Regions from separate parts of the Danio rerio genome. Here region 1 is linked to region 2. The links are chromatin contacts, called in public Micro-C maps. All regions are on one chromosome and are shown on one strand. Each heading gives the region's core, a stretch centred on a gene start, on an enhancer-like site or on the middle of the called end of the contact. The rest is flanking DNA. Distances are from core to core; before and after follow the strand shown.

The links. Hi-C and Micro-C count contacts between places; a contact is called where the count stands out from the background.
Region 1: a Micro-C map of caudal fin shows a contact between it and region 2, with 5 times the contacts expected there. The contact joins the promoter of hip1 here to the promoter of gdpd1 in region 2. A contact is called at or near these places in 3 of 18 Hi-C or Micro-C datasets (caudal fin, embryo and an unstated tissue) and 1 of 4 datasets of contacts at active chromatin or transcription factors (embryo).

Annotation. Positions count from the first base shown.
Region 1 is chr15:19,452,736-19,458,592 of GRCz12tu, reverse strand. It overlaps hip1 (huntingtin interacting protein 1), which reads left to right and starts at 2,771. Exons shown (of 30, transcript NM_001166205.2): 1 at 2,771-3,153. The coding sequence starts at 3,034. It also overlaps a transcript of plin2 not described here.
Region 2 is chr15:19,313,670-19,319,323 of GRCz12tu, reverse strand. gdpd1 (glycerophosphodiester phosphodiesterase domain containing 1) reads right to left here and starts at 2,127. Exons shown (of 10, transcript NM_001004118.1): 1 at 1,879-2,127; 2 at 1,281-1,323; 3 at 383-518; 4 at 61-106. The coding sequence starts at 2,014. tmem120ab (transmembrane protein 120Ab) reads left to right here and starts at 3,596. Exons shown (of 12, transcript NM_001005946.2): 1 at 3,596-3,857; 2 at 3,943-4,061; 3 at 4,148-4,264; 4 at 4,358-4,417. The coding sequence starts at 3,789.

The sequences.
Region 1 (5,857 bases), core at 1,522-4,021, 140 kb before region 2:
GTTTTGTTTTACGAATATCCCACTTTGAACAAACAATAACTTGAATTGTTGAATCAATAGATGCAGATGAAAACTTAGTTTAAAACCACAGAACATTTTCTGAATTTACTGAAATTCATGACTAAAGTTATGCCCTGTAATTAACAGCCACCCAAGTTTTTATTCATATTTTAAGATAAAGTTATGATTAAAGTATTATCATGATTTATGTATTACATTCTTACATTTATGAGATTATATTACATTTAGAAAAAAAATTTCTGTTTATAAAATATCTAAATTCTGCAGTATACTGACCTTTTTATTAAGCTGTTAGAGTGTGTTTGTTAGACGTATATGCAGGCAAAGTATTTGCTGCATGCAACACATGCACCGTGCAAGTGCCACACGTCAAATTGTGTCAAGACATGTTCACCTTTAGAGCTTATATTTGGTCTGTGGGGTAAACCAGAGCACTCAGAGAAAACCCACATGAACACGGGGAGAACATGCAAACTCCACACAGAAATGCCATCTGGCCCAGCTAGGACTCAAATCAGCACCCTTCTTGCTTTGAGGCGACAGTGCTAACCACTGATCCACCATGCCATTATTTGTATTTAACTTTATAGTTGCATATTAATAATATAAATATTAATACATTTATTTTATTTTATAATATGTTGTATTAAAAACGCAATAAACCATGTAAAGTCGTTGGTGAATTTAGAATTTAAAATGTTGTAAATTCCCTGCAAACCATGCCTTCTGGCGGCTTAGTGCTTTATTCATCCTGTTGAATATTAATTCAAAAAGCAATATGTTAACTTTATTGAAGCATTGCAAAAGAAAATTGTTTTTTTTTTCTAACTCATATATCAAAGCAAGCACACAGTGAGGATATTGAGGGTTACGGGGCTGACATTATGGTGTTGTTGACTGTGGTTTGCATCTTGTGCTGACAGCAGAGAAGATAATGATCAGTCAGGGCACAGACCAAAATGACTTCACACCGTCATTCTACTGAATCATTAAAACAAAACTCTGACTCTGCCATCTGATAGAATTTGCTTTGCAGGGAAATTGAATCTGGCCTCTGCCCATCAGAGAGAGAACAAAGATAGAGACTGCAGATGCCTACGCTATCTAATATAGTTATGCAAGCGGAGTCAGCAGACAATACAAGTTTGACAGTCACATGTGTTGATAAAGTAATAATGAGATTTACTGGTGCAGTGAACAAATGAGAAAAGAGAGAAATCAAGTACAAATTGTTGGCATCTGTGTGGAGTTTGCATGTTCTCCCTGCGTTTGCATGGGTGCTCCGCATTATAATCTTGTAACTCAACAGAAATAATGTACAGTACAGAATATAAAGTCATGGTGCCTTGAAAAAATAATTAATATAGTGTATGACTCCCATGAGCTTGGAGGACTACACCCATACATCTCTGCAATGAATCGAATAACTTATTAATAAAGTCATCTGGAATGGCAAAGAAAGCGTTCTTGCAGGACTCCCAGAGTTCATCAAGATTCTTTGGATTCATCCTCAATGCCTTCTCCTTCATCTTACTTACCCCAGACATGCTCAATAATGTTACGATTTATTAATTTTACGAATGTTAATGCTCAAAAATATACAATTTATTTGTGTGTGTGTATATTTCTATATATATATATATATATATATATATATATATATATATATATATATATATATATATATATATATATATATATATATTGTACATATATAAGAAAATAATATATATAGATTAATTGTATATATATGTACATATATATATATATATATATATATATATATATATATATATATATATATATATATATATATATATATATATATAGATTAATCGTATTTTTATGATGAATCATCTGCATCAACTGCATCACAATCATCACAAATACTGCATAAGACCTGTTTAAGCCCACATCTATCCAAGATTCTCAAAGAAATCAGTCAAGTTTGGTGAAGGAAAGATCATGGTTTGAGGTTACATAGCCGCATACGAGAGATCTGCAGAGTGGATGGCAACATCAGCAGCCTGAGTTATCAAGACATTTGTGCTGCCCATTACATTTCAAACCACAGGAGAGGGCAAATTCTTCAGCCTATTTATACACACACACATATTATTATTTGCATATTCGTCATGTATTTACATTTTTTAAAGTTGGTGTTGTTTCAATATGATCTCAGACTCAACAATTTTGTAAAAAATCTTAATTAATATTATTTTATATTACATATTATTACACTTAGGCCTACATATTGTTGCAATGTGTATGTGTATGTGGTTTTTGTTTTTTGCTGTTTCAATAGAAAAATTGATAATGAAAGCAGGCCTATTAAAAATCAAACTGGCAAATATGTGTGGAAAACACATCTACTAATTGATCAATTATGGAACTACGTAACATTGTGGAAATAGAAACTGTAAATGCGAATTAAATTGTTATTGTAGATGCTTTTTATATGTTATCTATACAGTTACTGTAATTATTTGTATATAGGCCTATGTTTGGTTGTTTCACTATGAACAAAAATGTTGTACAAAAAACCCTATATCTAACTGTTTATTCTTTTATTTTTCGTTGTAGAAAATCACGGGGAAAAACATAGAACCCGGAAAATACAGACTTTGTTTAAGCGTCAAGATAACTGTTTTTCAGGGCGGGAGCTGATGATTTTTCTCCAGTCGGTGTGTGTCAGCGCTGGGCGGAGCCTGTGACAGCCGCCGCCGCTATAGTCTGCTGGAGTGGATGTGTATACCGTCGCTCGCGCGCACTGACGCGCTGTTTTCTCTTGCAGATCTGTGATTGCGCGCACAGACGCGTGTTTTGCGCGCTCGCGAGCGGACAGCGGAATAGCGCTGGAATGATATCTATGGGCGGTGGACGAGGAAAATGACCTTTTGTGATAACGACGAGGACTTGAGGTTTTCGTGCTCAACGCTAGAGTCAACACACTATTTATGTTGATTTAGGAAGTCTTGGTCGCTCGCGCAGCTTGGACTTTTCTTTCCAGAAATGGACCGCGTCAAGAGTTCAATGCAGCAAGTCCCAAACCCGATCCCCAAAGTGCTCAGCCGTCGCGCTGGCGGTGCCAACAGTTTGGAAGTTGAAAAGGAAAACTTCGAGCGCAATCAGGTGAGGAACAGTAAACACAACCGGACAAGTTTTTTCATGTAGTCAGTGCATCGCCAGCGAGCTGTTTATATGGCAAGCCAAATTAACATATATTCATTTAAAATAACCACTATCAGTTTTAGCTTTAGCAAGTAGTAAAGCATCCATTCTGACAGCTTTTAGATACTACCATGTGTTCCTTCTCTGCATCCGTTACCGTCTTGGTTTGAACTGGTCAGAGCTTTATTCTTCAATTAAAATATTATTATTGTTAGTGTTTTTTTTTTGTTCTTTTTGTTTTTACTAATAAACTAAAATAAAGCTATTGTAATGTTATTTTATTGCTAGCAGTTCAAGTAATGCTAAGTAATGAATTGTCTTCCAGAAACTGCTAGTCGAAAGAGAATTAATTATTAATTAAAATGTTTTTATTTGTTTATTTTACATGTGCTATTTATTATTATTATATATATATATATATATATATATATATATATATATATATATATATATATATATATAACTATTAACTATACAGGTAGTGTAGTCAATGCTAACTGGATTGAACACACTGTCAAAACAGTAAAAACAAAAATAATTTAAGAAACATGAGAAGTGTTTCATTTCATTCAATGCATTTGCAGTTACTTTGTAGTTGCTTGTGCAATTTCTCAGTGAAAATAGTTATTAAGTTAAAGAACCTTTTACACTACGCCATTTTCAGCTGAAAATTGATAACCTTAAGTTTTTTTTGGTTCATTAACACGACAGCTGTGATTTGTGGGCCTGAGAATAAAAAAATGTATTAAAAAGAACGTCATCAACTACAAAAACATGATTTGTGGAAAAATGGTGATAACACACATATGCACATTGTTCACTCTAAAATCATGTGTGATTAATTGACAATAGAGTTTTCAGTAACCTGGATGAACCACTTCCGGTGAACTGTATGCAGATATAAAATCAGCATATTTAAGGTCTATTTTCTTTAAAAATCAACGATTTTCACTGCCTGATTGATATACAATATAAAGTGGGTGTCCAAATTTACAAGACGCACTGCATTAAATGATGTTTTCCCCTGTAATGTCTTTAAAATATGAAAATACATTCCACATTATTACTTTTTCAATGAAGCTAAACTTGACAGTAGTATATTTAACTGATTAGATTTTAATTGCATTACAACATTAATGCTGTAAAAGGAACCGTATAAAAATTTTAAAAAAGACACAATAACTGCTCACCGAAAGTTTATCGATGTGGGAAGAAACACTAGCTGTGCATATACCCTATAAAAACAACAATGTCTGAAAACAGGGCCATAAAAGTGCAGGTGCATGGGTGTCTTTAGAAAGTGACATCACCACCTACTGGCCTGGAGTATGTTTCACAGTTCAGTGTGAACAGGGATCCTTTTGACAGCATTGTTGTCTAATCATGAAGCTTTGCAAACACATGCATGAATTGCTTTCAAATAAATACTACTGGAAATAGAAAAGCCTCTAAATTTTCACTGTTGAATTACTATTAATCAAAAGCAAGTATTGTAATATAAAAGGACGTATTAAAGAAATACATGTTAAACAGCTTGCCATATCTGACAGCAATAAGACATGGCTGTGAGCTAAAACAAAGTGCATGATGATACAAATCAAACGGTCAGAAATTGCAATATTTTGTATTTAACCCATCATTAAAATCAATCTAGCCTTCATTATCATTCTGTCTGATGTGACATGCTGTTGTATAGTGTATTATAGGGCTTACTAGTTAGCGTGTGGTTTGTCCAAACCATAAAATGAATGTTTATTTGCAATATACAAGCGTCATAATGATAACTGATGACCTTTTAAATTCAGCTAAAGTTCAGTGCACTTTTGATCACGTCGCACCTTCAATTTTATCAGTGTCATTGATTAAGAACGAGAACAAAGTTCTTCCTGCTGCTCTCTCTTTATTATAGGTTAATATTCGCTCCGTAATGCCTTACGTTATGGAATTTCTATGCATTATAAGAGTGCAACTGACTCCTTAATATAGGAACATCCTCTGTGACAGCGTCTTGTGTTTCCAAGCTGATGCCCATGAATCGAGCAAGCCTAAAAGCTTTTAGTGACTCAGAGATGCAGTGGGCAGAGCCCTGATGGTCATGCATTCTGGTCCGTGCCATCAGCCTATAATGTATCTCCGTGCATCTTCAGTCTTTTAGATCTTGTTGACCGTAATGCACAGCCATTGAATTATGCAGTCAGGTTCTGGGTGCTGGAACCTGAAAGTGTGTTGTGAAGTATAAAGAAATGCGTTCTCATTGTTTGCGCACTCTTCTTCTCTCCTCTACGGGGGTCTCAACCCCCCCCCCCCCTCTCCCATCCAGACACAGGCATCAGGAAAAGTAGGTCAGATGAATGAAGCTGCCGCCGACTGCCCTACTGCTGGGTTTGGGAGTGTTTGAAAACAGCACGACCTCCTTCTTGCCCACATTTCTTCAGACGTTTTTTTGTTTTTTTTTGCAGCGAGCAAATGCGTGCAATCTGCAGTGTCATGTTCGGCTCGATCTGCACAATTCAGTCCTGTTGTTTACAAGTAGGACAGTGACATGGATTAGCGAGGCTCGTGTGGCGCATGCGCTCTTGAATTCCTTTAGGACCCATCACTGGGTCAGACTCAGATATCTGAGAGGGTTTAGTTGCACATTTCCTGTTTTTAGAATTGATTTCAT
Region 2 (5,654 bases), core at 878-3,377:
TCATTATATATTACCCTTAATCAAACTTTTATTTGCACATTATCTGGACTGAACACTCACCTCGTTTGAAACTGACCCCAAGCTTACAGAGGTAAGGAGGAAGATCCTAAGAAGACAAACATAATTTAACATCACAGCATAATAGTATGGTACCAACTTTAAAGTCTCAAATATTGAAGAAGGGTCTGAGTGCAGATTGAGTGCACATCCACGCTCAGACATGCACTCTCAAGAACATCTACACCCAACCCTGCCTAAGACCCTTGTAGTGACGTCACTTCATCTGTTAAGTGCATGTCTGAGCGCGCAAGTCTGCAGCCAGGCACTATTATAAATATTTAGACTTTCGGTGTGAATATAGTAAATAATTAGAAGAACTTACAGCATAAGCCACATCAGCAACGTATGCATTAATGCCAGTCGACCTCTTCAGGCTGGAGTCATGCAATACCACCACCTGCTCATCCTTGGTCAAATGACAGTCCAGCTCCAACATGTCCGTGCCTAGTTTAACAGCACTGGAAAAAACAAAAACAAAACGCAGAGTAATGAAAGCACTTACCTTTTATAGACAAAGATTTTCATTCAGATCTCTCTTGTATTTTTATAAGCTGATGATGCCACTTTGACGAACACTATTTACAAAGGCATATTTGTGGCTCAACAAATGTGTCCAGCAGATGTTTTTGTGCATTTTATCAAATGAAGTAAACATTAAAAAGGAGACTGAGCTATGTGCCAACATATAGCATTACGTTAGGAAAGTAAACTTGATTTTTTTGTGTACTTTAGCATTCATGCACATTCAAATGCATGGCCTCCCTAAATATATACTATTTGAAAGCAGGCATGTGCTCAAAGTTCATCCTCATCTAGTGTCTGCACTTTTAAAGCTCCAAAGCTTATACGTTTGTAATAGTTTAAAACAGAGTTGCAGACATTTTATATTCCACCCATCTATTGTTTTGCCCTCTTCAACAATGTGTAGTTGTTCTTGATCTGACTCCACCATTTCTTTTCCTACCCGGGTTGAGTACTGACATATGGCCAAACTACAGTACAGTAAATAATGCAAAACAATTCAAAGTGCAAATGAGCTCAGGCAGTACATGGTCAGTTTGTGCATACTGTTCTGATGGCAAAATTCATATAATGTGGACTTGCACGTACATGTGAAAACTTAAGTGTACATTGGGATTTAGTGCACTTTGTAAAGTATATTAGGCATATTAAGCAGTCACACTCATCAATGCAAATCCGAGCAATAAACAGCAACTCACTGCTTGAAGGCTGCCATTGTGTTCTCCAAGTTCTCACCAGCCCCTGAAGCAAAACAAATCAATTAATACATTTAAATAACACACACACACACACACACACACACACACACACACACACACACACACACACACACACACACACAACCAAGAGTCATGACTGTGTATAGTATGTAAAGTATTTCCAGGGTTCACAGTCCACCCACTCCAGTGTCCATTCAAAGACCAGTATCTAGTACTAGTCAATAATGAACCCTATGGACCAACACTGGCCCAACGTGAACATTATATATATATATATATATATATATATATATATATATATATATATATATATATATATATATATATATATATATATAATACAAATCTGTGGCAAAAGGTCTTTTTGTTGTTGCTGCTGTGACACTCATTCATTGACTACATATCAAAACCAAAACCCTTTACTTCCTACCTAGTCAGCACTTGTACATCATAATTCAGTAGATTTTAGTTACTAACACTTAAAAGTACAACGAAATAAAAGTTACTGTATGAACAGTAAGAAGAGACAGTCCCAGACGACTGTCTGGCCGGTCTGGTCTGCTGTCAGTGCACTCACCGCCGCGGTGAGAGATGTGTCTGCTCCGGAAGGCTTCTCTCTTTCGCCGGTGAAGCAGAGACGGACACTTCAGCAGAAACGCCGAGGTTAGCACATATCCGGTGACCGTGGATAAAACGTAAACCACGGCGCTCATTTTCACTTTATTCAGTCGGACAAGCGAGTAAGTCCTGTAAAATCACTTGTTTGATGAAAAATTCATTGAAAAGTAAGTGTCACCGCACCGGCCGGTTTCATCCAGCACCGCTGGCCAGCCGCCGCCGCACTGTATCCGCGATCAGAAGAAACCCGAGCGAATCTTCAAGACAGAACATATAGTATCAGTAAGATTAGACCCTGCTTTAGTTCCACCTTCATGCATTTCTTTGAAAACCCACCCCATGGGCTTGCAGTCCAATGTTTCTTGACAGGCCATCCCCCTGCGCAGTTTACATATTGCTCAGGTCAATAATAATACAGTCGAAGGAATGCGCATGCGCGGTGCGTATATTCAATGACGAGTGAACGCAAGGGGCCGCTCGTGGACAAATAAAAAAAAAACAACAACTGTTTGTTTTATGACAAATGCCCACTTATTGAAGGTGATTGAGATTCGCTAATGATTATCAGGTAACAAATATATATACTATTTGTTATACTTATTAAAAGGCCTAATAACAAACAACACATTGTCTCTAATGCCCTAAAATTAACCATAGCAAAACCTAGTAACCTTAACTTTCCAACCAAAGTCAATACTATAAAATTAGCAGTTAGGACAATCAATGTAGCCTATGTCGTATTCATTGAAATTTCTAGCTGATAAGGCAGTATAGATGAAGATGTTGAAATAAAACTCTTTAAATTACACCTGAATGAAGTAAGCTGAATGTTATCTGTCGACCAAAGGTCAAGATCTCATTGTTTCAGCTGTTCTTGTATTCCGCAAGTGTTCTTTTACACCAGTGGAATTTATGAGGGATTATTGGATTATGCAACTAATGCATGAGACCTTAGAGCATGAATGACTGGACTCTGAACACTCACTGGACACTTTATTGGGTGCTACTACTGGGTTGGTCCCCTCTATGCCTTGAGAACTGCCTCAGATTTGTATAACATAAATTCATTTTGCTGCTGGAAACATTCCTCAGAGATTCTGCCCTAAATTGAGGTCAGAATATTATGTAGCTGCAGCAGATTTGTCTGTTGCACATTCTTGATGAAAAGCTCCCATTACAACACATTCCAAGGTGCACTTTTTGGGTTGCCATTTGGTGACTGTGGAGGCCATTTTTGTAAAGTAAACTCCTTGTCGTGTTCAAGAAACTAGTTTTGGATTCGCTTTTGTGACACTGTGTTATCCTGATGGTCCAGGATGGGTAATGAAGTAAAGGGATTATATAAAACTCAGGTAGGCTCTGGTGTGTACCAAAATACCCAATGTTGTGCCAAGAAAATATTACCCACATCATCACACCACTAGAAACCTGACCCATTGTTACAAGGCAGCATGAATCCAATGCTTTCATGTTGTACAGAATATGGCAAATTCTAAAGAAATAATTCTTTCAGATCTTCACTAGAACTTCTTTAATAAACACAATTTCACGTTATTATATAGCTGAATTCGCAGTGTTGTTCTAAATACATAGCCCTTCCTATAAAGCGCAGACAACCAAGTGTGTTAAAGGTCAGTCAAGCTGGTCTGTCAAAGTTCACTACAAAGTTCAAACCCATATTGCAATCACTAAGAAATAAGAGATACGACGAAGACTACCAACTGACATGCTTCTAAACTGAAGATCTCTGAATATCCAGCAAATTATTTAACATTTCTGCTTACATCAGTTTGTTATTATCAGATCTGCCTTTTAACTAAGAGGAATCTTATAATTTAAACTGAACAACACTACAAACTGAACAACTACATGTCGAAGGCACTCGCAGCAGCTCTTCAAGAATGGAAGACTCAGGAGAAAGAATTTCAGCAGCTTCAGGTAAGATCTTATTAAATCTGTTTTAAATCTGCATGTGATGTTTGTGCAACACAACTTTTATTTTAAAATGAATTGTCCTTTACAGGAGACCCATCGGCTTTACCTGCAGAAATTAGAGGAAGTGTCCAAACTTCAGAAAAGCTTTGCTGCCTCTTTGGCACGACAGAAAAAGAATTTAAAGGAGAATTTAAAATCTTTGATTAAGTAAATAAAATGTGTTTTTGTTTTGTCTCATTTAATAAGTATTTAACTTTGACGTTTACAGATGGTTGTTGTGCTCTGAATTGTAGACTCAATAAAGGCCTGACAGAAGAGGAGAGCAATGCAGTAAAGGAGGCCAAAGATCACATCCGAAATATGCCAAGCCAGATCTTTCAAATGGAAGCATTTCTTCCAAAGAAGAATGGGTACATGATTATTCAAATGAGAATATTTCAGCAGCTTATTTACATCAAGTTCAGTAAATATTAGAAGTTGTTACTTCTGCTTTTTTTTTCAAGGATTTATCTCAGCCTTGTCCTTGGGAGCGTGAATGTTAACCTTCCTAGCAAAGATGCCAAGTAAGCACAAAAAAATTATATACTTAAAACTTCAGTACTTTGTATGTTTATACAAATAACAAAATTAAATAAGTTTTTATTATATATATATAATTTGGTATTATATATATATATATATATATATATATATATATATATATATATATATATATATATATATATATATATATATATATATATATATATATATTTGGTAAAACATTTTTTCATTAATTAAATTTTTTATTAGTTTATAATCATTTTAGTTAGTTTCAGATATTTTAATATAAGTTAACTTAAAAGAAAATGATAAATGTTTCACTCACAACCAGTTTTTAATATCTTTAATATTTAGTTAATTAAATTCCATTTTATCTATACAAAATTTCAATATTTATAATATTCCAGGTTCCTGCCAAGGAAATATTTTTCTCATTTTAATTGAACTAAACTAAACTAAAAACACACAAAAAAAAGTTAAATTGATTAACACCAGTGATGGAAAGAGTACTGAAAAATCATACTTATGCTAGGTATCGTTACTTGCCAAACAATGTAGTGCAAGTAGAGTAAAAGTATCTGTTGTAAATATTACTCAAAGTAGGAGTAAAAAGTAGCCCTTTCAAAAGTGCTCAAGAGTAGTGAGTATTACACTGTAAAAAGCTGATGCATTTGCATCTAATTAGTGAATGTGTGTAAACGTAACATTCTGTAGTGCGTTTAGTTATTGCCCAGCAGGCACACAACGCTATAAGACGTTAATATTAGGTTAGATTTAGGTTGTGATGTCAGGTGACCAAAATTCAATGTCTAGTCAGCGTCTAAGGACTATTTTATTTTGATGTCCAATAACAATGTCAAATGATGTTGATATTTGATTGATTTTAGGTTGTGAAAGTGACCAAAATCCAACGTTGAGCCAAGATCTTAAACCAACATCATATTGATGTCAAATACTGACATTTATTCCTTGTGTATGACCACCAAAATCCTACATCTGATAGACGTCATATTGGTAATGTCCACACAATGTGAAGCTGTAACATCACTGCGTGCAAATAATTTAGACATCATCTTGGACATTTTTAATTCTTCCAAACAGTTTGCTGCAATTATAAATTGCCCATTTCTTAAGGTAAATCATTATGATGTGATTTATCTTCTATATGCAATTTGATTAGACAAGAATCACAGGACTGATCTTTCTAATCCCCATAGACAAGAAAAAATAAAGTAGAGACTGCAGGTTGAAGGAAAG